Linked DNA regions of Mus musculus: regions 1, 3, 4, 5, 6 and 7 are each linked to region 2. The links are chromatin contacts, called in public HiCAR-type, HiChIP or PLAC-seq and promoter capture Hi-C maps. All regions are on one chromosome and are shown on one strand. The core of a region is the stretch at or near the end of the contact, and the rest is flanking DNA. Distances in the headings are between cores, read along the strand shown.

Region 1 (2,700 bases), core at 109-2,608, 310 kb after region 2:
ATGCAGATGGGTGGATGCACGCATGCATGCATGGATAGTGGATGGGTAGATGGATGGATGGGCAGATGGATGGATGGACAGTGGATGGGTAAATAGATGGATGGATGGGTGGAGGGATAGGTAGGTGGGTGGATCTCAGCCAAGTAGTCTTTCTATGCCCCAGATTTATCTGAGTCACCTGCTACCTTCTCAAGAGCACCGGGTCCATGTGAATACACCTGAATGCAGACTCCCCACTTCTCCAAGAAGAGCCAATGCCCTAATGTTGCCTGCACAGCCCCACCTCAACCACTCCTATCTGTCCTGCCTCCCCCAGCTGCCATACTGACTGACTCCTGCTTTTCCTCAGGCTACACAGGAACACTGCTCCAGGGGCCTTGACTCCCAAACCTCAGGAGACTTGGAGCAAATGTTCCCTCTTAGCAAGGCCGCCTGTGGGCTCAGAACCCCTACCTCTGTCCTATCTTCCCACCTCCAAGGCACTTAACACCTCTGCAAGCCATTGGCACTCACTGCAGACAGGCTCTGAGAGAGCCACGCAAGCCTAGGAGAGAAGGTCCCTTCCTTTCCTGCCACATTCTTAGTATCCTGCCACACACAGAAGGCACTCAAGTGAATGAATGAATGAATGAATGAATGAATCCAAGTGCACTTGGTTAAAGGGAGAAAATTCTGAAAACTCGAACTTATTTAGATTGAGTAATGTATGGGCTGAGTCTCCGGTGTGACTACATTCGGGAGAAGGGAACTCAAGGTTAAAAGAGTAGATCTTCAATCCAAGAACGCTAATGAGTTCATAAGAGAGAGACACCGGTCATGGGCACAAGTAATGTTACAGTTAAGGTCCCAGCCTGGGTCCTGGTAGCCCTAACAAGCTAGCCCAGCATCCTCGATAGGCCAATGAACCATAATGAACACAGGAAAGAGATTGACTCGATTTGACCACATTAGACAGGGGAAGAAATAAAGAGTTAAGAAATAAAGAGTTCCAAGTGAACTCCATGCCCGTCCGGGAGGTCCTGAAAGAGGGCTGGGTTTAAATACAACTCAAGAGACATGCAAAGCTGTCCTGGTCCAGAGGTGTCCCACCCATCCCTGGGCCATCCCTGACTCAGCTCGGGGTCTCTCCTTCATGGGGTCTGATACACAGTCAGATGCGAGAAGTCTCTTTCTGGGCGGCAAGCTTCCCCTCTGGCTGGCACAGTCTTGCAGATTTTTCTTTTCCTCAGCCTAAGAGTCCTGGAGAGACGCCAGCGTGGAGGAAACCATTGTGGAAATCTCCTGCTCACCGAGAGGAGGGGCACTGATGTCTCTTTACCACATTGCCATCCCTGTCAGGACAGTCAAAGGGAGGCCATGTAAGGACACGCAAGGAGACAGCCATCTGCAGGATGACGGCAGGCCTCGGGAGAAACCAAGCCTCTGCGTCTAGACTTAAAGCAAAGGCCTGGACCATGAGAAAGCAAAGGCCAGGGCTGTTTACCCGGCCCATCCCAGGCTTCTTATGAACCCTAAGCAAACTAAGGAGTTGATAGCGGTGCCCTTGTAAACTTCATTACACACAGTAGAATCTGGGTGACCTGCCGCAGGAAATCAGCAAAAGAGAAGTTCTCCCACACCCCTAAAGAAGCCAGAAAAGGAAAAATGACAATGGCCTTGGGGCTCTGCCTCTCCAGCCCCAGCCAGAATTCCATAGAAAGTGACTGAAAACTGGCTTGAATAACATGACCCAGTGGGAAGTTTTGAAAATCAATTGGCTTCATGCCTTCTTTCCCCAGAACCTGTGTGTACACGCATCCGACTGGAACGTGCCCCTGTGTGGATGAGAATTATTTAACAGGAAGCAGAAAATATCCCTTTGCCACCTTCGTAATTAATTTCAGCGCTGCTCGGATTCCCAGAGAAAGAGATGCCAGACAGCAAACGCGCATGGCTGCCTTTTACAGGGACCCACTAATTGCTGCTGTTTATGTAGCTGAACACAACTGCTCCTGACCCCCTGTCTCCCTGCTGGCCTTCCCCCACCCCAACCCCCCACTGTGGCTGCAAGCTAAAATTCATCTCTTTGTAAATGAGGGGGATAAGTGTCTTCCCTTCCAGTATTAAAAATGAGTGGGGAAAAAAAATGTCCTTCCCCTAGAAGAAACCACAGAGCTCATTAGAACCAACCTCCCCGACAGCTGCCATACCTGGCACTGGGCAGAAGCAAAAGCCTTGACTCTATTTTAAGAGGGAAAAAGAATAATCAGCCACTGCAGGGCTGGGAAGCCCTCCCACGCCCACCCCGTAGAGTTCGGAAGCTACTTTCCCGGGGTTACTTTGTACACACTCCACTGCGGTTCTAATTTATTGGGCAAATCACCCTGGAAACACACCCTGCTGGTGGGAAAGAAGAAACTAGATCCTGTTGGACTGGGGGAAAAAAAAAACAGAGCTAGCAGGGCCAAGGCTGGACTGCAGACATGGGTGCCTGCGTGGGGCTTGTAATTCTTCCCCAGAGCCTGCCTTCTTCCTTAAGAAGATTGTTGCCTTTGTAAGCCATGATAAAAGACTGCCAAGTCAACCTGAGTGTGCACATAGTAGGACTCAGGAAACTGGGGCCTCTGACAGGAAGATGAAGTACTATTGATACACGTTTTGTGGAGGCCATGCAATCTCTCTGGGCATTCCCCACACTTGGCCTCTGAGGGAAATCCATAA
Region 2 (2,700 bases), core at 106-2,605:
CCTCCCTTGTATGTGGCCATATCCTTCTGACTATTAGTTAAATACTTTAATGTGTACAAACAGATTCCCCAGCTTATAACCAAAATGCTAAGAGTATGGCCAGGTAGCATCAGGGTCTACAGCAGGGTCCCACTGCTTTGCTGTAATCTGCCTATTGGTGTACCTTCCAGTGTATTTGCAAAGTCTGTTGGTTTATGGTATTCTTTGCTCCGTTCCGTCTTGGCACACCTCAAGCAGGACCACAGGATTCCTGGCGGTTAAAGGTCGATACGCCTCAGGGACTTGTTGAAATAGGTTCCAAAAGGAGTCATTTCTTTGCCTCTGGGCTGGGCTGTTATCCTAGCATGTGGGAGGCTGAAGCAGGAGGATCACTGTGGGTGAGCTACATAATGAATTCCTGGGCAGCCTGGACAAAAAAAAAAAAAAAAAGATTCAAAAAACAGAAAGTCAAAATCATATTCAGAGAAGGCAAAATAGCCTTTCTAGTTTCCAGCCTGGTACCACCTCGGTCAGGTCAACGACTTAGGATTTGAAACTTTTTGCTAGTGGCCAGAGATACGAAAATAGGTGGTAAGTGTGATGTAGTTTAGTGAAGCGAACTGGGTAGTGTGACTGGGGGGGGGGGGGGGGGGGAGGGGGATATGGTGGTCTTTGCGTGTTGTTTCTTACTGATGCATCCAGGCTGTTCGTGGTGGCGCGCCTTCCCTCTAGCCTGTGGTCTTTGAAATCAAAAGCTGACTTTCTTTAGACTGACCGTCCTTCCCGCCCTGGAGTAGGGTGAACCATACTCTGACCCAGACACACGCCCACTCTGTAGCCACAGCGATGCTGTCCCCTCCAGCTTCTCATATTTTTTCCTTGCAGTGCTAGTCTCAGTAACGCTGGGTCCTTGAGGCAGGGGGCGTCTTTGGCTCGCCACAGACCCCTGTTTTTTTCTAGATGTAGGAAAGCGGGTCTCCGGGAGCAGACGGGCTAGAATCAGAGATGTGACTTGCAGTACACCGCTTGGAATTCCTGGGTCCACTTTCGGCTCCGTGAAGATGGGTCTGCTTACCCAGCACGGGCATGCCCGCTAACAGTGTGGAGGAACTAGGTGAGCTGCTACTCATTTAATTCGAAGCCTTCAACTTTCTCAGCAGCGGCGGAAGGAGCTGAAATGCCCGCAGATAGCACCCCAGCACCCCAGTTCACCAGCTTTCGCTCAGGAAGACCGCAGGACGCAAGCGCAGTGAGCGCGGCTCGCGCGCCGGTCAGATGGCGAGCATGCGCCTTCGATGCAGTCGGGCCCTTCTTCAGGTCCCACCCCTTCGGGCGGTGCCCCGCCTCTTGCACCTTGCGCATGCGCAGAGGTATTATTCCCGTGAGGTTCCGGGGCGCGGCAAATTCGTATGTCATGGCTGCTTCCTGGTCTCTGGGATGTTCCTTGACCGCTTGTGGTTAAAACCGCCTGGCTATGTCGAGCGAGTCCCCCCTGCTGGAGAAGCGTCTGTCGGAAGACTCGAGCCGCTACCTGCGGCTGCAGAAGTGGGCAAACATGTCGAGCGCAGACGCGTTAGGGCTAGAGAAGGAACGGCCTGAGGAGAAGGCGGCCGCGGCGGAGAACCCGCTGGTGTTCCTTTGTGCCCGCTGTCGCCGGCCACTGGGCGACTCGCTCACCTGGGTGGCCAGCCAGGAGGACACCAACTGCATCCTGTTGCGCAGTCAGTTCGGGCCGCCCTCCTGCGTCGGGGTTTCCTGGGGCTGCGGGGGCTGGGGTGGGGACGAGAGCTGTCCCAGCAAACCGCAGGAGAGGCGTCCCTGTGGGTGGCTCACGAGTGACAAGTTTTTTCCTGGGTCTTCCATGCCCCCCAAGGGCAGCGGTTGAGCGTCATCCTGACGTTTTAGGAAGGTGCTTCCTTCAGGGGAGTGTTTTCACATCTGACGGACTCTGTCAGCTGCTTTGGGGACTTAGCTTAGTGTCCTTGGGCAGTCTGTTCAACTGCTTGTGCCTCAAGTTTCTCGTCTCCAAAACGAGGGATAATGATGGGATAACGGGGACGATTAAATAAGTGTATGGTATATGGCCACAGAGTAGGCGATGTCTTTACTGGGTGAGTCCCAATGCTCTTCGCTGGGTCATTTTGTTTATCTCTTAACCCCACTGGTTTTCAGAAAAGGATGTGAAGTAATCCTTGTTCCACCTCTTCTCCCAGAAGGCCCCCATCCCTTTAGTGCTGAACCACGGGAGTACCCCACTTCCCACCAGTCTTTGGGCTCTTTTTTTCCCCTAGTCCTCTAAAATACAAGTTAAAGTTGAGTTAAAAGTTCCTGTCTGCAGGTGTGTAACAACAAACCACACTAACAAAGTGTTGCGACTCTCTTTCCAGGCGTCTCCTGTAACGTCTCTGTGGATAAGGAACCGAAACTGTCCAAGTGCAGAGATGAAGACGGTTGGTAAGTAAGATATTTATGTGAATATGTGAGAGAAAATTTTATTTTATTTATTTATTTTTGGTTTTTCGAGACAGGGTTTCTCTGTATAGCCCTGCCTGTCCTGGAACTCACTTTGTAGACCAGGCTGGCCTCGAACTCAGAAATCAGCCTGCCTCTGCCTCCCGAGTGCTGGGATTAAAGGCGTGCGCCACCACGCCCGGCTGAAAACTTTAATTTTAAGGAAAAATCTTCTACCGACCGTTCTGTGAGATTGCTTGAGATATAACT
Region 3 (2,700 bases), core at 62-2,561, 370 kb after region 2:
TTGCACTTTCCATCACTTAGTAGATGTCTTAGTCAGGGTTTCTATTCCTGCACAAAACATCACAACTAAGAAGCAAGTTGGAGAAGAAAGGGTTTATTTAGCTTATACTTCCACATATCTGTTCATCACCAAAGGAAGTCAGGACTAGAACTCAAGCAGGTCAGGAAGCAGTAGCTGATAGGCCATGGAGGGATGCTACTTACTGGCTTGCTTCCCCTGCCTTACTCAGCCTGCTCTCTTATAGAACCCAAGACTACCAGCCCAGGGATGCCACCACCGACAAGAGGCCCTCCCCCTCTTGACCGCCAACAAAGAAGATGCCCCACAGCTGGATCTCATGGAGACATTTCCCCAACTGAAGCTCCTTTCTCTGTGATAACTCTAGCCTGTGTCAAGTTGACGCACAAAACTAGCCAGTACAGTGGAGAAGAGGGATTTTCGTTATCTGACGTTGCCTGCTGCTCCTATAAAGGAAATCAACATGTTGAGCAGCTGAGGAAACAAGAGAGAGACCCCCCTAACTGAGAGACCCTCCTGACTGAGAGACCCCCCGACTGAGAGACCCTCTGACTGAAGATTTGTGCTAAGTCTGTGGATCTACGGGTCTCCCGCTTACCTTCTCCAAGTGCATGGCTGCAAAAGTGACTTACATATCGCTGCATGTACTTCAGTGCTGGAGGGCACGGTCCACAGAAGTAAGAACAGGCACCATCAGGAACAGTATGCAAATTGGGATGTGAGGAAAACTCATTTGGTTCTCCATCTGTCTCCCTGTTTAATTACTTAGCCATAAATTAGCACTTTTTACTAGCTATGTTCCGAAAATGTGATCAATTCCCTGACTTTAATGTCAAACCAGGAATATTTTTGGGCTTTCAAGTGTTTAGCCTTTTAATTTACATTCCCATTCTAAAATATAAATGAGCTGTTGAAATCTGCCCAAATGCAGCATTGGGGGATTTCTTCTGCTGCTTATCTTCTCATGAATGACATTTCTTTGATTGGATCATTGATGAGATTCTTTTTGAAACATGTTTCCCCCACCCCCTAAAGGGCAAGAAAAGAAAGTGCTTTCAGCATTCAAAAGATGTCATTAGGAGCCACATCGTGAAGTGTAAACTCGGGGCCTCAAAAACACAGAGCCTGCAATCCTGTCGGTGACTGAGCGCAGCTGGCCCAAATGCCTCAGCCTGACTTTTCCATCTGAACCCCACTAGACTTTAATCAACTTCCCAGCCCTCCCTTGCAGTGCCTCCTGGCATATGCTAGTCTGCTGGTGAATCCTTCCATTCTTACTGAGTACGACTGTGCCAAATCGCTATCCAGGCCCAACAGAGAAATGCAGAAGATGGGATCACTTCTGAGACTCTAACAGTATCAGGGATGAGACAGGAGGCAGAAGGCACATTAGGAGACACATGGCACCACATGGGAATGTGTGTCCTGGTGACAGTGCTCTGACATTCTGCTTCCCTTCAGTTCTTGACAACACGGTTCCAACAGCATCACAGAAGGTTATGCACACCACCTCGCGGAAGAGGATCAAGATCGATTTGAATCCAGTCGTGACAACCAGCTCCCTGGGGTCTCAGATATTTCCCAACTACAGGTAGCCACGGACCACTATTCTATCTACTGAAACATAATGGGACATGCCCAGGAGTCCAGAAACGATGTCCTCTGTGTGTTAGCTCTGGGATGCCTCTTTCGCCCTCTCTGTTAGGAACATGTGTGTAATATTTCGAGTGGTGAAGCCATCTTGAGATGGTGAACAATACATAATACATAATACAATATAAGTATAAGGATGGCAGTCCTGAAATATTTGAGTGACTGAATTAATTCTAGACACCACCTACCTACCTTTGGACTTTTTTTTTTTACTGTGTAAAGAAAAATAAATCTGTTACATGCAACTGAAACCATTCCTGGGATGTATCTCTATATATATATCATATATATGTGTGTGTGTGTGTGTGTGTGTGTGTCATCCTTAGCATACATAGTATATATAATATTCCAAGAATATATATATATATGTATACACACATATATGTTTAGCTACAAAAGTACTAAAAATACACCCACACCCGGAAAGGGGGAAAGTTGCTCGAAAGCTAAGCTTGAGTTCCATGCCTGCTTTTCAGCCGAGCCTCCAAACCCCAGCTGGTCCAATTTCAGCTCCTCAGTTGAGCACTGACTCACCAGCTCTCTAAGACACTGTGCTCAGAAGTGTGGCCTCTGGGCCGGAACAAATGTACGACAGAGCCATGCTGCTGTCTTTTAACGATGTACTCAGCCAGCTCTGGGAGAAAGGGTCGACCCTGAGTATCTGAACGGCTTAATGGCTCCAAACTCAACACAAATGGGGTGCTGAGCAGTTGCTTAGCCTCCTGAGGAAGGGATTTCTGGGTTGGCATCTGTGAGATCAGCTAAGAAACCTTACCGAGTGTCGTAGCATAGTCTGAGAAAGAAAGAAGAGTTGGGCATGAAGCAATTTACGCACAAGCCCTATTGAAGTATTTAGGGGCGGGAGGACCCAAGCCCTCACAGTTATACAGAATTGTTAGAGAGTCTAGATAATCAAGTTATATTTTTGAGCAATAACAGAATACTTATTCCTTCCAATTTGCATGTGGCAAAATAAAAATAACCAAAACAATGGGTATAAAAATAAACGTTGAGGCCAGGGAAATACAA
Region 4 (2,700 bases), core at 93-2,592, 420 kb after region 2:
CGAGTGCTGGGATTAAAGGCGTGCGCCACCACCGCCCGGCCTTCTTTTTTTTTTTTAATTATTTATTTATTTTATGTACACAAGTAAACTGTAGCTATCTTCACACACACCAGAAGGGGGCATCAGATCCCATTATGGATGGTTGTGAGCCACCATGTGGTTCCTGGGAATTGAACTCAGGACCTCCAGAAAAGCAGTCAGTGCTCTTTAACTGCTGAGCCACCTCTCCAGCCTGCCTTTCTTCTTTTTAAAAGATATGAGATAAAACTTCATAAAAGAATGTACCATTAAATTAAGGGATACTCTCCAAAAACATATTTCCCTGAAATAGAAAAACCTTAGAAATAAATTCACTTATGTATAAAATCGTAAGGCCTCTGTGTGAGAACCACTTAACATCTGGCTTCCTGTGTGGTCACTAGGATGGGCCTGGGAGTGAGCGGATGAACAGAAATAAACCCAACCTCACCCAGCCCTTTCCCCTCTGGTATGTCGAGGGACACTGGCAAAGAGACAGCAATTCAGTGTGTACCCAGTGGACATAAGCTGGATCCCAAACGCGGTTAGAAAGGAGGAGCCAAGCCACGGAGTAAACACTGAGAGTCTTGAAGGTGCTGCAGGGCTCTGCGGTTTCAGACTTACTATTGGTTGACTATAGGTCAACCTGAATACTCCCAATAAACGCTGGAAAGCCTAAATGACCCCAGTTTTAAATGTTAGTGCGCTGTGGTTTTCTGAATGGAAGACTTGGCTCTAAGTCGTATCCTTCCTGGTCACTGTCAGGGTTAACACGGCTTATGTTCCTGAGGTGTCTGCCTAGTTGCTCACCTGTCAACCTTCCCCTTTGCTCAGTCTTCCTCAGATGGTCCATGGCTAAAGGCTGTAGGATTACATCACTTGCATCACAAATGGAAGAAATGTACTTACTCCTAGTTCCCTTAACTCTTAGCAAGCCATTATCCTTGACTTGCCCGAGTGTATGCAATACCATCTCAGGAATGGAAATATTGCAGTAAATATTATTTGGGGGGTTTCTACCCCACCTTTAATCATCTAGTTCCCAAATAAAAGACCCAAACCTTTATGTTTATAATAAGCCTTAAAGTAGCAAAACTGGGCAGATATCAACCCCCTATGCTGTTTTGCCTACTTCTCTGTCAGTAATCCCAAGATATCACTTGCCATGTTCCATCTGAGCCACTCCTACTCCATCAGGCCAGTCTTGGGGGGGGGGGGGGCATGTATTCACAATCTACCTACCCCATGGTGCCTTGTTCTGTCTTCTTCCTCTCTCCCTCTTTGTCTCTGACTCAGACTCCAAGCTCTGGAACTGAAGCCCCGCCCACCTCTCTTCCACCTAGCTACAAGTTGTAGGCATCTTTATTCAAACACCAGTTTAAAAGAAGGAACGAGGTTTGCACAACAAAAGCTGCCATACTGGAGAATTCACTCCTCTTGAGGCAACTAGACCTTGGAATACAGAATTTAGCATTACAATACATAGCAACAGACCAGACCTCAGCAAAAAGAGAAGGAATATACTTTCTAAGAAAACAGCCATCTATAGACACAGTTAGTAGGTTAAACCGCTTAGAAAGACTACATTTTTGGTTCTCAGTTACCAGTGAAACTGGCTCTTCGTCTTCTCTACATGATGTTAATACAAGACAGCTCACCAGTGCACAGGGTTGAAATATTTAATGTAACAAGATAAATATGGTCATCTCCAAGTAAATTTGGAATTCCTTTGTTGTTATTTAAGAAATTACTCTTTGGGGCTGGAGAGATGGCTCAGCAGTTAAGAGCACTGGCTGCTCTACCAGAAGACCTGGGTTCAATTCCCAGCCCCCCATGGCAGCTCTCAACTGTCTTTAACTCCTGTTCTAGGGGAGCCGACCCCTCACAGACATACATGTAGTCAAATTACCAATGTACATAAGATAAAAATAAATAATTTTTTTTAAAAAAAGAAATTACTCTTCAAATACTTTTTTTAAAAAAAGTAGATGCAGATTTCAAAAATAAAGTTCTGGGTCCGAGTCTACACTCCATTTGGTTTTTATAATCTGTGAGGTCTTGCCTACAACCTGTGACTCAGAAAATGGCAGCAAGAAAGGACCCTGATATAGCTGTCTCTTGTGAGACTATGCCGGGGCCTAGCAAACATAGAAGTGGATGCTCACAGTCAGCTATTGGATAGATCACAGGGCCCCCAATGGAGGAGCTAGAGAAAGTACCCAAGGAGCTAAAGGGATCTGCAACCCTATAGGTGGAACAACATTATGAACTAACCAGTATCCTGGAGCTCTTGACTCTAGCTGCATATGTATCAAAAGTTGGCCTAGTCAGCCATCACTGGAAAGAGAGGCCCATTGGACATGCAAAGTTTATATGCCCCAGTACAGGGGAATGCCAGGGCCCAAAAGTGGCAGTCGGTGGGTAGAGGAGTGGGGGGGGGGGGGGGCGAGGGAAAAAAAAAAAAAAAAGAAAAGAAAATGGCAGCAAATCCTATATTTTTCAAGAAAGCAGCGTTGAGTGGAAGAAATCAGGTGCTTTGACGTTTAACACTTACTCTTTTTCTTGGTAAATGGAGAGAGAAGAGACAGCAGAGGGTATACCTGAGAGGTTAGGAATTCACAGAGTTCGGGGCTGGGCTGGCAGTGGGGCCCCCTAAAGACTCTGTAACTGGATGCTGAGTTA
Region 5 (2,700 bases), core at 173-2,672, 320 kb after region 2:
AGGGAGGGAGGGAGGGAGGACAATGGCCCAGCAGAGAAGAGCACTGGCTGCTCTTATACAGGAAGGACCTGAGTTCGGTTCTTAGCACCCATACTAGAAAGCTCACACCCACTTGTAATGTCAGCCCCAGGGGATACGATGCTGCTTTCTGGCATCTGCAGACACAGGCATTCACATACACACATCCACAGAGAGACACACATGCATGCTCACAACTACAAAAGCAGAAAGGAGTTCACCACCATAGCTGTGTGTCTTGTTTTCGTCCAATTACAATTGGGACAGTTCCCCAGTGTTGACCACTCTGACACTTCAGTCTCTCTGCCAAATGGTTTTTCACTTAAAAAATAAATAAAATAAAATTATTTAACCATACTTAATTTTATACATAGCCATACATTCTATGTATTAAGTAATACTATAGCAAACTGATTTGATGTCATTTTAAACAGAACAAAAAGGGGAAAGAGTTCAGGCTACCTTATCGTAAATGACTTTTTGGTAGAGAAATATTAAAACAGCAGACTTCATCAGAAGGGTGCCTTTTCCAGGGGTGCAGACAGAGCGTCATGGTGCAGGGACGAGGGAACCAGTTCTTTTCTTTTTCCCACTTCTTTCTTCCCGTCCCTTCCCCTAGGCCTTGGATAACCTTCCTTTTTACAACAAAGAAGTCTTAGACATGTTCTCTTTCAAATTTGACATTTAATACTTCAAACTCCAAAATTAGCTTTAATTCAAGACGTGTTCGTGTCCCACAGGCAACAGGAAACAATATCCCGTCTCCATCCTGGGACAACTGGCGGCCACATGCAGCCAGAGAGGTACAAGAGCAAAATGGCCTTGTGGGAGGGGAGGATGAGGGCATTGTGGGATTGGAAACAGAACTCCAGGAAACTCCAGTACAAGATCCCATTCTCCTATCCAGGACCCTGCTGTCAGCGGAGGTCTCAAGAGCTCCAGGGGCTTCTAAGCAGGGGTCAGCTAAAGGCAGCACACACTGGAAATGTCCAGCTGCCTGTTGAGGAAAGTGGGAGCCATCAAATCAAAATCACATCCGACGACGCAGCCCCAACCCTAAAACTCTGGTCACTGGGGCAGAAGTCTCTATAAATTTCATTCTTAATTACTTGTTGGAAAGAAGTCTCTACCGTTAAAAGGGCCATAAAGGTGACTAAGAGGTGAGGCCAGGAAGGTTCAGTGATCATCCCTGGTGTGGTGTCATGAATCCTAGAAAGGTAAGGGACACCACCTACCCACACACACACAACACACCAGATGCCTAAAAAGAGCAGAAAGTAAGAACCAGGGGACAGAGAAGCCCCTTCCCCAGGCAGAGAATGGAGGCTGCCAAGAGGCTCATGGCACAGGCAGATACGAGGGGTGTGGAAGCTGAGGAATGCAGACATGTGTGTCCCTGCACGTCCAGAGGCATTCCTGCCCTGGGGGGGGGGGGGGGTAACTGCTGCAGAGGTGTCCCATGATCCTCTTCACCCCCTCGCCTCTATCCTCAGAGGTCAACTCCGTCGTCCAGATAAACCTAGTGGGCGGTCTCTGTCTTGCTAGCTCAAGGAATCTGACCTCTAAATACCTTTAAGTTTAAGAACAGGTCTGAGGATCTAAATGAAAAGCATAAATAACTGCCATGTGTTCTCCAACACAATGATGAATATGCTTTAAGCTAATTAAGTGCTCCCAAAAGCAATATGCTCACTCACACAATCACACTCACTCACTCACACACACACACACACACACACACTCATACACACACATTCTCTCGCTCTCTCTCACACACACACACAACACTCACACACACATACAATCTCTCTTTCACACACACACACACTCTAAGCTAAGCAACACACACTCCATTTACATATACATATGTGCATGGTTGTCACTGAATATTCATGAAGTAGATTTGACTGTGCTACAGATGGAGAAACGGAAGTTTAAAAGGGCTTCAATACCTTACCCAAAATCACAGAAGCAGAAAGTTGGGAGGCAGAAGCTGTGAACCCCCAAAGCCTGCAGCCCGCCAATATGCCACAGGTGAGAAAATATAGTCAAAGGTGCCTCCCTACCCCAGCAAAAAGGCTTCTTCAGGAAACAAGAAACTGGCAAGTCACGGACAATGTATAAAGCAAAGCCAACAACTCCTTCTCTCTCTATGTAAGCTTGAAAACAAGGGGGACACTAAAGAAAAGTATCGCCGGGCTGTGGTGGCGCACACCTTTGATCTCAGCACTTGGGAGGCAGAGGCAGGCGGATTTCTGAGTTCGAGGCCAGCCTGGTCTACAAAGTGAGTTTCAGGACAGCCAGGGCTATACAGAGAAACCCTGTCTCGGAAAACAAAAAAGAAAGGAAGGAAGGAAGGAAGGAAGGAAGGAAGGAAGGAAGGAAGGAAGGAAGGAAGGAAGGAAAGAAGGAAAGAAAGAAAGAAAGAAAGAAAGAAAGAAAGAAAGAAAGAAAGAGAGAGAGAGAGAGAGAGAGAGAGAGAGAGAGGAAGGAAGGGAGAGAGAGAGAGAGAGGTATCAACTGGTTGGCTAAAGAAAGCAAAGCAAAACCTCGATGGACCTTTGCCAAAAAGTCATCAATGAATCAGAAAGAAAGCCAAGTGACTAAGTAGAAGATAATAGCTACAACACAATAAAGATAAAGCTAATATCTTTAATATGGAAATAGCCAGTAACTGCCATA
Region 6 (2,700 bases), core at 99-2,598, 270 kb before region 2:
TTTTCGTCAGTCAGGTGACAGCTTTAAACTGCCTTGTTAATGTGTCAATATCGGTATGCACTTTGATTACTGGTAAAGGTAATCGTCTACTAGGTGTTGCAGGCTTTTGTTCTCCCTCCTGATTGTTCTGAGGACTTTGAGACTAGATAAACACCCCTTTCCTTGTGGAACTTCTAGTCTATACGCATATTCAGGGAGTAATAACATTCATTATTATTTCCTTTGTTGCTTATACTCTACATTTTTCAGTACCATTGAACATGTAGCAATGGAACCTACCCTAAGTTCAAGAGCAGGAAGTAGGTAGCTCTTCCAGGGTCCCACACTGTACCCCTGGGACCAGGTTCACCTGCCTCTGCATCTCCAATGCTGGGATTAAAGTATTAGTCACTGTGCCCAGAAAAGAGGTTCCCTCTAATGCTGGCTCCTTAGACTTAGACAATTAGTAACTGACTTAAGCCAATTTCCTCAGGTCAAATGGAAGGTGTAGCTTTGTCCTTAGGGTACTGTGAAAATTAAATAGTGCACATAAACACCTGGCCTTGTGTTAGTGCCATAATCATCGCAGAGATGATGAACTAATACTGTAGCTGTAAGACCATTTCTAAATTGCTGGTAATAGAAACTCATGGCAGTAAAAATGTAACCTCGGGCTGGTGAGATGGCTCAGTGGGTAAGAGCACCTGACTGTTCTTCCGAAGGTCCAGAGTTCAAATCCCAGCAACCACATGGTGGCTTACAACCATCCGTAACAAGATCTGACTCCCTCTTCTGGTGTGTCTGAAGACAGCTACAGTGTACTTACATATAATAATAAATAAATCTTAAAAAAAAAGAAAGAAAAAAAAACAATAATAAAAAAAAAATGTAACCTCATCTGCTTTAGTCAGAGAGAGAGAGAACTCAGAAGATAACTCTGAAATACAAATAATTAAGTGGCTTGGTGTATGCTTACATGTTTAAGCTAGATGACGGTGCAATAGAAGGATGGTCACTGGGCCTGAGAGACAGTGTTTATTTGTTGTGCAATTGAGAAGAAAATAGTTATGAGGAGAGAATATTTATTTCATGATAATTTAGGTTACAGAGACTATTCATATGGGGAGAGAATTACTTAATATTAAGTTACATTTTCTTTTTAACTCTTGCTGGCTGTGGTCATTGAACCTAATGGTGATTTTTTGCTAACTGCTAATTTAACCTAATTGCTGCTGACACTAATACATCAGTAATTCCTTCATTCCAATGACAGCAATAATATTTTAAATTCACACAGCATGTAGCCTGAGGGACTCCGTAGAGCAGTCTGACCTGGAAACCGCATTTTCTGCCATGAAAAATTGAGACCCACTCCCAGCCCCACCCATGGTACGCTGAATGAGGAAGTGCAGCACTTAAGAAAGGCAGCTGTAGTTTCCTTTAGAAAACAATTCAGTTTTTGTTGTAAATTTTAAATTTGAATTGACCATAAACACATAGAACAATATAATGCTAGGACGGCTAGATATGTGAAAGAAGACACGATTCCCCTAGCATGCTAAAAGTCTTCCCCACTCTAGTTTCATACTGGTTACAGAAAGGCCCACACTTAATAATGAACATATTAGAGAATGTGATGGTGTTAGTTGAGTCATTTAGCTTTAGCCTGTGCTGCCAGCTAACTGACCATAAGTCCCCGGCTGGCCAAAGTGAGCCGCGGAGGAGAAGCTTGAGTAGACAGGGTGGAGAGAGGCAGATGGGGAAGTGAGATACTATGTGGAACTCTGGGGAAGAGCTTTAAGATAAGAGTCTGGAATCCAAGGAATTGGCAAGGAATCTTGGATAAGATGTAGATTGAGAAGAGCCTGTGTCTGCAGAGAAGATAGACAGGAAATGGGAGGTCAGAGCAATCTGCTTACTTGCTTTCCTAGAGCAGCATACAGGAGCCCTGCCAAGGGTTCTGTGGTTGTGGTGTGGACAGAGGGGAGGGAGAAGGCTAAGTGTGATGAGGACAGGGAATCCTGTGACCTAGCAAGCCTCCTCGAGCTGGGGAGAGGTGGGACAGGGAACGGAGGGCAGTGGCTAAGTTTGAATTTCACACTTCAGAATGTGCTATTTGAAATTCTTTGAAATACCAGATGTGGTTTATGTTCCTTGGTTCTTTGTTGTATCTTAAATGTGGATCTGCTAAGTGCTAGGAAGGTTCTGCCTTTAAACATCCGGGATTTTTGTTGTTGTTGTCTTTTATTTTATTTTATTTTTTTATCAGTAGACTAACCATAGTAGCCTGCTCTAGGGAAATTATTGCCTGGCTTGAGCTCATTAGCAAGTTTGCCTCAGCTTAGAGCAAAGGAAGTGAGAGGAAGGTCAGTAAAGACTGCCCCACTGCCATGCTAAACCGTGTGGTCAAGCAGTGGCTTGCAGCATTTACCAGTTTATTCAGCTTCTGTGTCCAGGATAAACGAGTGAGTAAAACAGGCTATCAACAAGAAGACAGACTCCTTAGATGGGCAGAATTCTGTAACTCCAGCAAGAAAGTTCTTCTACTAGTTGGACAGAATACCTAATATAATACACTGGTGTTTGGAGAGGTCACCTATATCAAACATGGAGATACTGAGCTGGTGCCCACAGAGACTTCATCCCTATGTTCCAGCATCCTTGATACAGAAAGGTATTCTGCACATTATCAAGGGTAATGTAAATACCAAGCCAGCTACA
Region 7 (2,700 bases), core at 190-2,689, 400 kb after region 2:
TCCCATCCGTAGCATCCAGCCCACAGAGTCCCCATCTCCATGTTCAATCCCAAGCCTCTCTTTTTGACCAGCCTAGGCCTCTTTAGGACTGTCACATTCTACATAGGGGGGGCATAGACATCCGTGTGGAAGGTTAATGGATACATCACAATAATGGTAGCATCTGCCTGCTATGGCTACTGTCACAATGTATCAGAGCAGGTGGCTTAACAGAAATTTATTTCAGTCCTGAATGCTGCAACCCTGGGACCCAAAGGTGTGAGCAGGCCAGATTCATGTCGAAGCTTTCATAAGGTCAGGGGGTGGGATCCTCAATTCTTATAAGAGGAGGAAGGAACCGTAGTTCTCTCTCTGGTGTGAAGGCACGGCGATAAGATTCCAGGAAGCCAGGAGAGACCCTTGGGAACCAAATCAGCAGGCTTCTTGACTTTCCTTCAAGCTGGAGAATTGTCCCTTACATAGTCTCTATCTGACCCACTCTGAAGCAGACCCTCTACCTTACCGTCAATGCCACTGGGCCACCCTGGATCCTCCCCAATGCATGGCATCTCTGCACTGTTGTCTCTAGGCAGCTCCTCTTCGCAGGACTTCTAACTTGACTTTGAAGACTGCTCACAGAATAAGTGTTTCACTGCCTGAGAAACACCCTATCCCAGTGTTCTCTCAGGGACACCATTGTGTAAACCACCTTTCCCAATCTTCCCCTTCATCCCGAGTCCTGGTCAGCTTATTCCATCCCAAAGAGATGGAGCCTCCGCTGGAGGCTTGAGAACAGCGCTCGCTGCCCTCCTCTGTGCAAATGCAGAGCTCGTTCTTTGGATTATTTTCTGGTTGTGTATTTACCATTCCCACAAGCTTTCTTCTAAAATGTTGATAATATGTTGTTTTCAAGTAGGCGCCACTCTAATGGCTTATATTAGTTTAAACACACGTTAAAATGAAATAGAAATGTGATCCACCTGTGACTCTGGTGTCTCATTTTAAGATTTAGCTGTTGCCCTCCTCTGAACCAGGTAACCCTATTGTGTCAATAAAGAGAATGCAAAGCAACCGGAATTTTCTCACCTGGGTAGCTGACGTTTCTACAAGCTTTGCCCAGCCCTCCCTCCCACTCGACCTGCAAAGGAGTCTGAGAGTCGCAGAAACCAGAGGGCACAGAGCTGAGTGCTTACTTCCTTGGTATTAAGGAGCTTAGAGACAGGGAAGGAGTGGACCTGGGTGACATTGCAACCAGGAACTGGAGGAGAAAGCAGACAGTACCTATGTGTCACATAATTGTACTGCCCTGTACCGCAACTGCAGGCTGCATGGAGCCATCTAAATTTTTAATTTGTATAAAACTTAAACTGTGGTTTCTTGTTGGCACTAGTCATATCTGAAGCACACAAGGATGCCTGTGGCTTCTGTAGACAGTGGAAACAGAGAACAGTTCCATGATGACAGAAACGTCTACCGGGCAGGTCCAACCCATAACTGACTAATGCCTACCATGACTATCGAGATGTATTCTGATCTTCGAACGAGTGTTAGGGAAATACAGACTGCTGAGTGTGTGAGAGGAAAACAACATTTTAAGATATCATTAGGAGGTTTTCCATCCACTCAAATGAAAGAAGACCATGAAGGACAGAGAGAAGAAAGCAAAAATAACCAGATAGCTCTGTCGACACTAAGGAGGCTCCCTCCAACCAAGAGGACTCGCTACTTCTAAAGCAAAAGAAAACCAATGGCCAGAGGCCAATTGTCTCAAGTCTGCTGGGAGGGAGCTCAGCTTCAGAGGTTTCTTTCATGGTTCATCCAGCGTTTGGCTCCAGTGATTTCAGGCCATGGTAGAGCGAACATGCCCACCTTGCAGTGCCTATAAAGCAAAGGGAGAGATGAGAAGGCACCAGACGCAATCATACTCTTCAGCCACATGTTGCTGTGACCTAGCTCCTCTAGACAGACCCTGCCTCCCAGTCTCTACCACTTCCTAACAAATTCATCAGCAGATTGATCATTTGCTAACTAGGTCACATCCCTCAGAGTCCAGTGACTTCACAAAGGCCCATCACCTGCCAAATAAGCCTTAGTACAGGAGCCTAACAGGAATAGCTCATATTGAAGGTGACTGGGGACACTCTCCATAGCTAAAGGACACAGTGCATGTGCCTAGAGGTGTCAGGAGAGAGGCCCCAAGCTGTCTTTCTGAAGACTGTATAGTGTTCTGGTTTTGCCAGGTGTCATTCTCTAGCTTCTATATACCCACAAGTACACCACTCATATGCACGCATGCATGCATACATGTGGGCACACACACACACAAAGATAAATGGTACTTGATATCTTGTGACCACCTATCACCTGATCTATGGTGTTACATATATGTATATTTTAAAAAAGGACACATGAGCAATGTATGTAAAAGGTATCTATGACTATTTCACAGAGAGAAGATGCAACAACCTTTCAACAAGACTGTGGCTTGTGTGTTTGGAAGATGGTCCTGCAGCCCTGGGGTTGGTTTGGAACCAAGTCACACACATGATGGGCACTGTGGTTCCTTTGGCTCTAGCGAGACGCTTGTGCTGAAATCTGCAGGAACTGCTATTTCAAAGAAGTCTGAAGAAGCAAGGGCTGGTAGAAGTACAGAAATAGGGTTTAACACGTTCAAGGTGTCGCTAAGTGGCTAATAATATCTGAGGGGGGGCCGGGAGGGGG

Evidence for each region. Promoter capture Hi-C pulls out the DNA fragments that hold promoters and counts their contacts. HiCAR-type assays count read pairs that join an accessible place to other places. HiChIP or PLAC-seq counts read pairs in DNA pulled down with a chosen protein or histone mark.
Region 1: a contact with region 2 is called in a HiCAR-type map of astrocytes, with 3 times the contacts expected there. The contact joins the enhancer-like site here to the promoter of Mis18a in region 2. A contact is called at or near these places in 9 of 39 promoter capture datasets (cranial neural crest, embryonic stem cells, frontonasal cranial neural crest and 5 more), 5 of 484 Hi-C or Micro-C datasets (the N1E-115 cell line, cerebellar granule neurons, cerebral cortex and 2 more), 11 of 115 datasets of contacts at active chromatin or transcription factors (SST interneurons, astrocytes, embryonic basal ganglia and 8 more) and 1 of 9 other capture datasets (adipose tissue).
Region 3: a contact with region 2 is called in an H3K4me3 HiChIP or PLAC-seq map of embryonic forebrain, with 5 times the contacts expected there. The contact joins the enhancer-like site here to the promoter of Mis18a in region 2. A contact is called at or near these places in 11 of 39 promoter capture datasets (the 3T3-L1 cell line, cranial neural crest, frontonasal cranial neural crest and 7 more), 1 of 15 datasets of contacts at CTCF or cohesin (pro-B cells), 4 of 484 Hi-C or Micro-C datasets (cerebral cortex, cortical neurons and embryonic stem cells), 13 of 115 datasets of contacts at active chromatin or transcription factors (craniofacial prominence, embryonic basal ganglia, embryonic forebrain and 10 more) and 2 of 9 other capture datasets (adipose tissue and embryonic stem cells).
Region 4: a HiCAR-type map of embryonic stem cells shows a contact between it and region 2, with 3 times the contacts expected there. The contact joins the enhancer-like site here to the promoter of Mis18a in region 2. A contact is called at or near these places in 15 of 39 promoter capture datasets (the 3T3-L1 cell line, 3T3-L1-derived adipocytes, the HPC-7 cell line and 9 more), 6 of 15 datasets of contacts at CTCF or cohesin (the NIH/3T3 cell line, embryonic stem cells, hippocampal excitatory neurons and 2 more), 81 of 484 Hi-C or Micro-C datasets (the AML12 cell line, the Ba/F3 cell line, the C2C12 cell line and 47 more), 20 of 115 datasets of contacts at active chromatin or transcription factors (SST interneurons, VIP interneurons, acute myeloid leukemia and 13 more) and 4 of 9 other capture datasets (adipose tissue, embryonic stem cells, liver and 1 more).
Region 5: a contact with region 2 is called in a promoter capture Hi-C map of frontonasal cranial neural crest. The contact joins the enhancer-like site here to the promoter of Mis18a in region 2. A contact is called at or near these places in 8 of 39 promoter capture datasets (the 3T3-L1 cell line, the C10 cell line, cranial neural crest and 4 more), 3 of 484 Hi-C or Micro-C datasets (bone marrow-derived macrophages, cortical neurons and embryonic fibroblasts), 15 of 115 datasets of contacts at active chromatin or transcription factors (craniofacial prominence, embryonic basal ganglia, embryonic forebrain and 11 more) and 3 of 9 other capture datasets (adipose tissue, liver and pancreatic islet).
Region 6: a promoter capture Hi-C map of liver shows a contact between it and region 2, with 2.1 times the contacts expected there. The contact joins the enhancer-like site here to the promoter of Mis18a in region 2. A contact is called at or near these places in 6 of 39 promoter capture datasets (cranial neural crest, embryonic stem cells, fetal liver and 3 more), 1 of 484 Hi-C or Micro-C datasets (embryonic stem cells), 1 of 115 datasets of contacts at active chromatin or transcription factors (extraembryonic endoderm stem cells) and 1 of 9 other capture datasets (adipose tissue).
Region 7: a promoter capture Hi-C map of 3T3-L1-derived adipocytes shows a contact between it and region 2, with 7 times the contacts expected there. The contact joins the enhancer-like site here to the promoter of Mis18a in region 2. A contact is called at or near these places in 25 of 39 promoter capture datasets (the 3T3-L1 cell line, 3T3-L1-derived adipocytes, the C10 cell line and 13 more), 5 of 15 datasets of contacts at CTCF or cohesin (the NIH/3T3 cell line, embryonic stem cells, hippocampal excitatory neurons and 2 more), 72 of 484 Hi-C or Micro-C datasets (the AML12 cell line, the C2C12 cell line, the C3H10T1/2 cell line and 42 more), 15 of 115 datasets of contacts at active chromatin or transcription factors (VIP interneurons, acute myeloid leukemia, astrocytes and 10 more) and 6 of 9 other capture datasets (adipose tissue, embryonic stem cells, embryonic tail and 3 more).

Annotation. Positions count from the first base shown.
Region 1 is chr16:90,420,964-90,423,663 of GRCm38.p6, reverse strand. All of the region lies in intron 1 of Hunk (hormonally upregulated Neu-associated kinase), which reads right to left. Among named protein-coding and RNA genes, the nearest start is that of Hunk, 36 kb to the right of the region's middle. Within about 2 kb of position 1,358, at least 84 of the 459 cell types and tissues checked have an H3K27ac peak or open chromatin away from gene starts, as enhancers often do. A contact at or near this core is called in the N1E-115 cell line, SST interneurons, astrocytes and 6 more, where this site is marked.
Region 2 is chr16:90,726,026-90,728,725 of GRCm38.p6, reverse strand. Mis18a (MIS18 kinetochore protein A) reads left to right here and starts at 1,355. Exons shown (of 5, transcript NM_025642.1): 1 at 1,355-1,700; 2 at 2,367-2,433. The coding sequence starts at 1,454. It overlaps Gm17518 (a long non-coding RNA gene), which reads right to left and starts at 1,306. Exons shown (of 2, transcript XR_876238.3): 1 at 1,055-1,306; 2 at 1-406.
Region 3 is chr16:90,351,417-90,354,116 of GRCm38.p6, reverse strand. No RefSeq gene overlaps it. Among named protein-coding and RNA genes, the nearest start is that of Hunk, 34 kb to the left of the region's middle. Within about 2 kb of position 1,311, at least 17 of the 459 cell types and tissues checked have an H3K27ac peak or open chromatin away from gene starts, as enhancers often do. A contact at or near this core is called in cortical neurons, embryonic forebrain, forebrain and 1 more, where this site is marked.
Region 4 is chr16:90,308,698-90,311,397 of GRCm38.p6, reverse strand. No RefSeq gene overlaps it. Among named protein-coding and RNA genes, the nearest start is that of Scaf4, 26 kb to the right of the region's middle. Within about 2 kb of position 1,342, at least 16 of the 459 cell types and tissues checked have an H3K27ac peak or open chromatin away from gene starts, as enhancers often do. A contact at or near this core is called in embryonic stem cells, epiblast stem cells and stem cell-derived epiblast-like cells, where this site is marked.
Region 5 is chr16:90,404,538-90,407,237 of GRCm38.p6, reverse strand. All of the region lies in intron 1 of Hunk (hormonally upregulated Neu-associated kinase), which reads right to left. Among named protein-coding and RNA genes, the nearest start is that of Hunk, 19 kb to the right of the region's middle. Within about 2 kb of position 1,422, at least 33 of the 459 cell types and tissues checked have an H3K27ac peak or open chromatin away from gene starts, as enhancers often do. A contact at or near this core is called in embryonic stem cells and trophoblast stem cells, where this site is marked.
Region 6 is chr16:90,994,364-90,997,063 of GRCm38.p6, reverse strand. The region is part of intron 2 of Synj1 (synaptojanin 1); the gene reads left to right. Among named protein-coding and RNA genes, the nearest start is that of 4930404I05Rik, 16 kb to the left of the region's middle. Within about 2 kb of position 1,348, at least 149 of the 459 cell types and tissues checked have an H3K27ac peak or open chromatin away from gene starts, as enhancers often do. A contact at or near this core is called in adipose tissue, extraembryonic endoderm stem cells, fetal liver and 1 more, where this site is marked.
Region 7 is chr16:90,329,915-90,332,614 of GRCm38.p6, reverse strand. No RefSeq gene overlaps it. Among named protein-coding and RNA genes, the nearest start is that of Scaf4, 47 kb to the right of the region's middle. Within about 2 kb of position 1,439, at least 8 of the 459 cell types and tissues checked have an H3K27ac peak or open chromatin away from gene starts, as enhancers often do. A contact at or near this core is called in pancreatic islet, where this site is marked.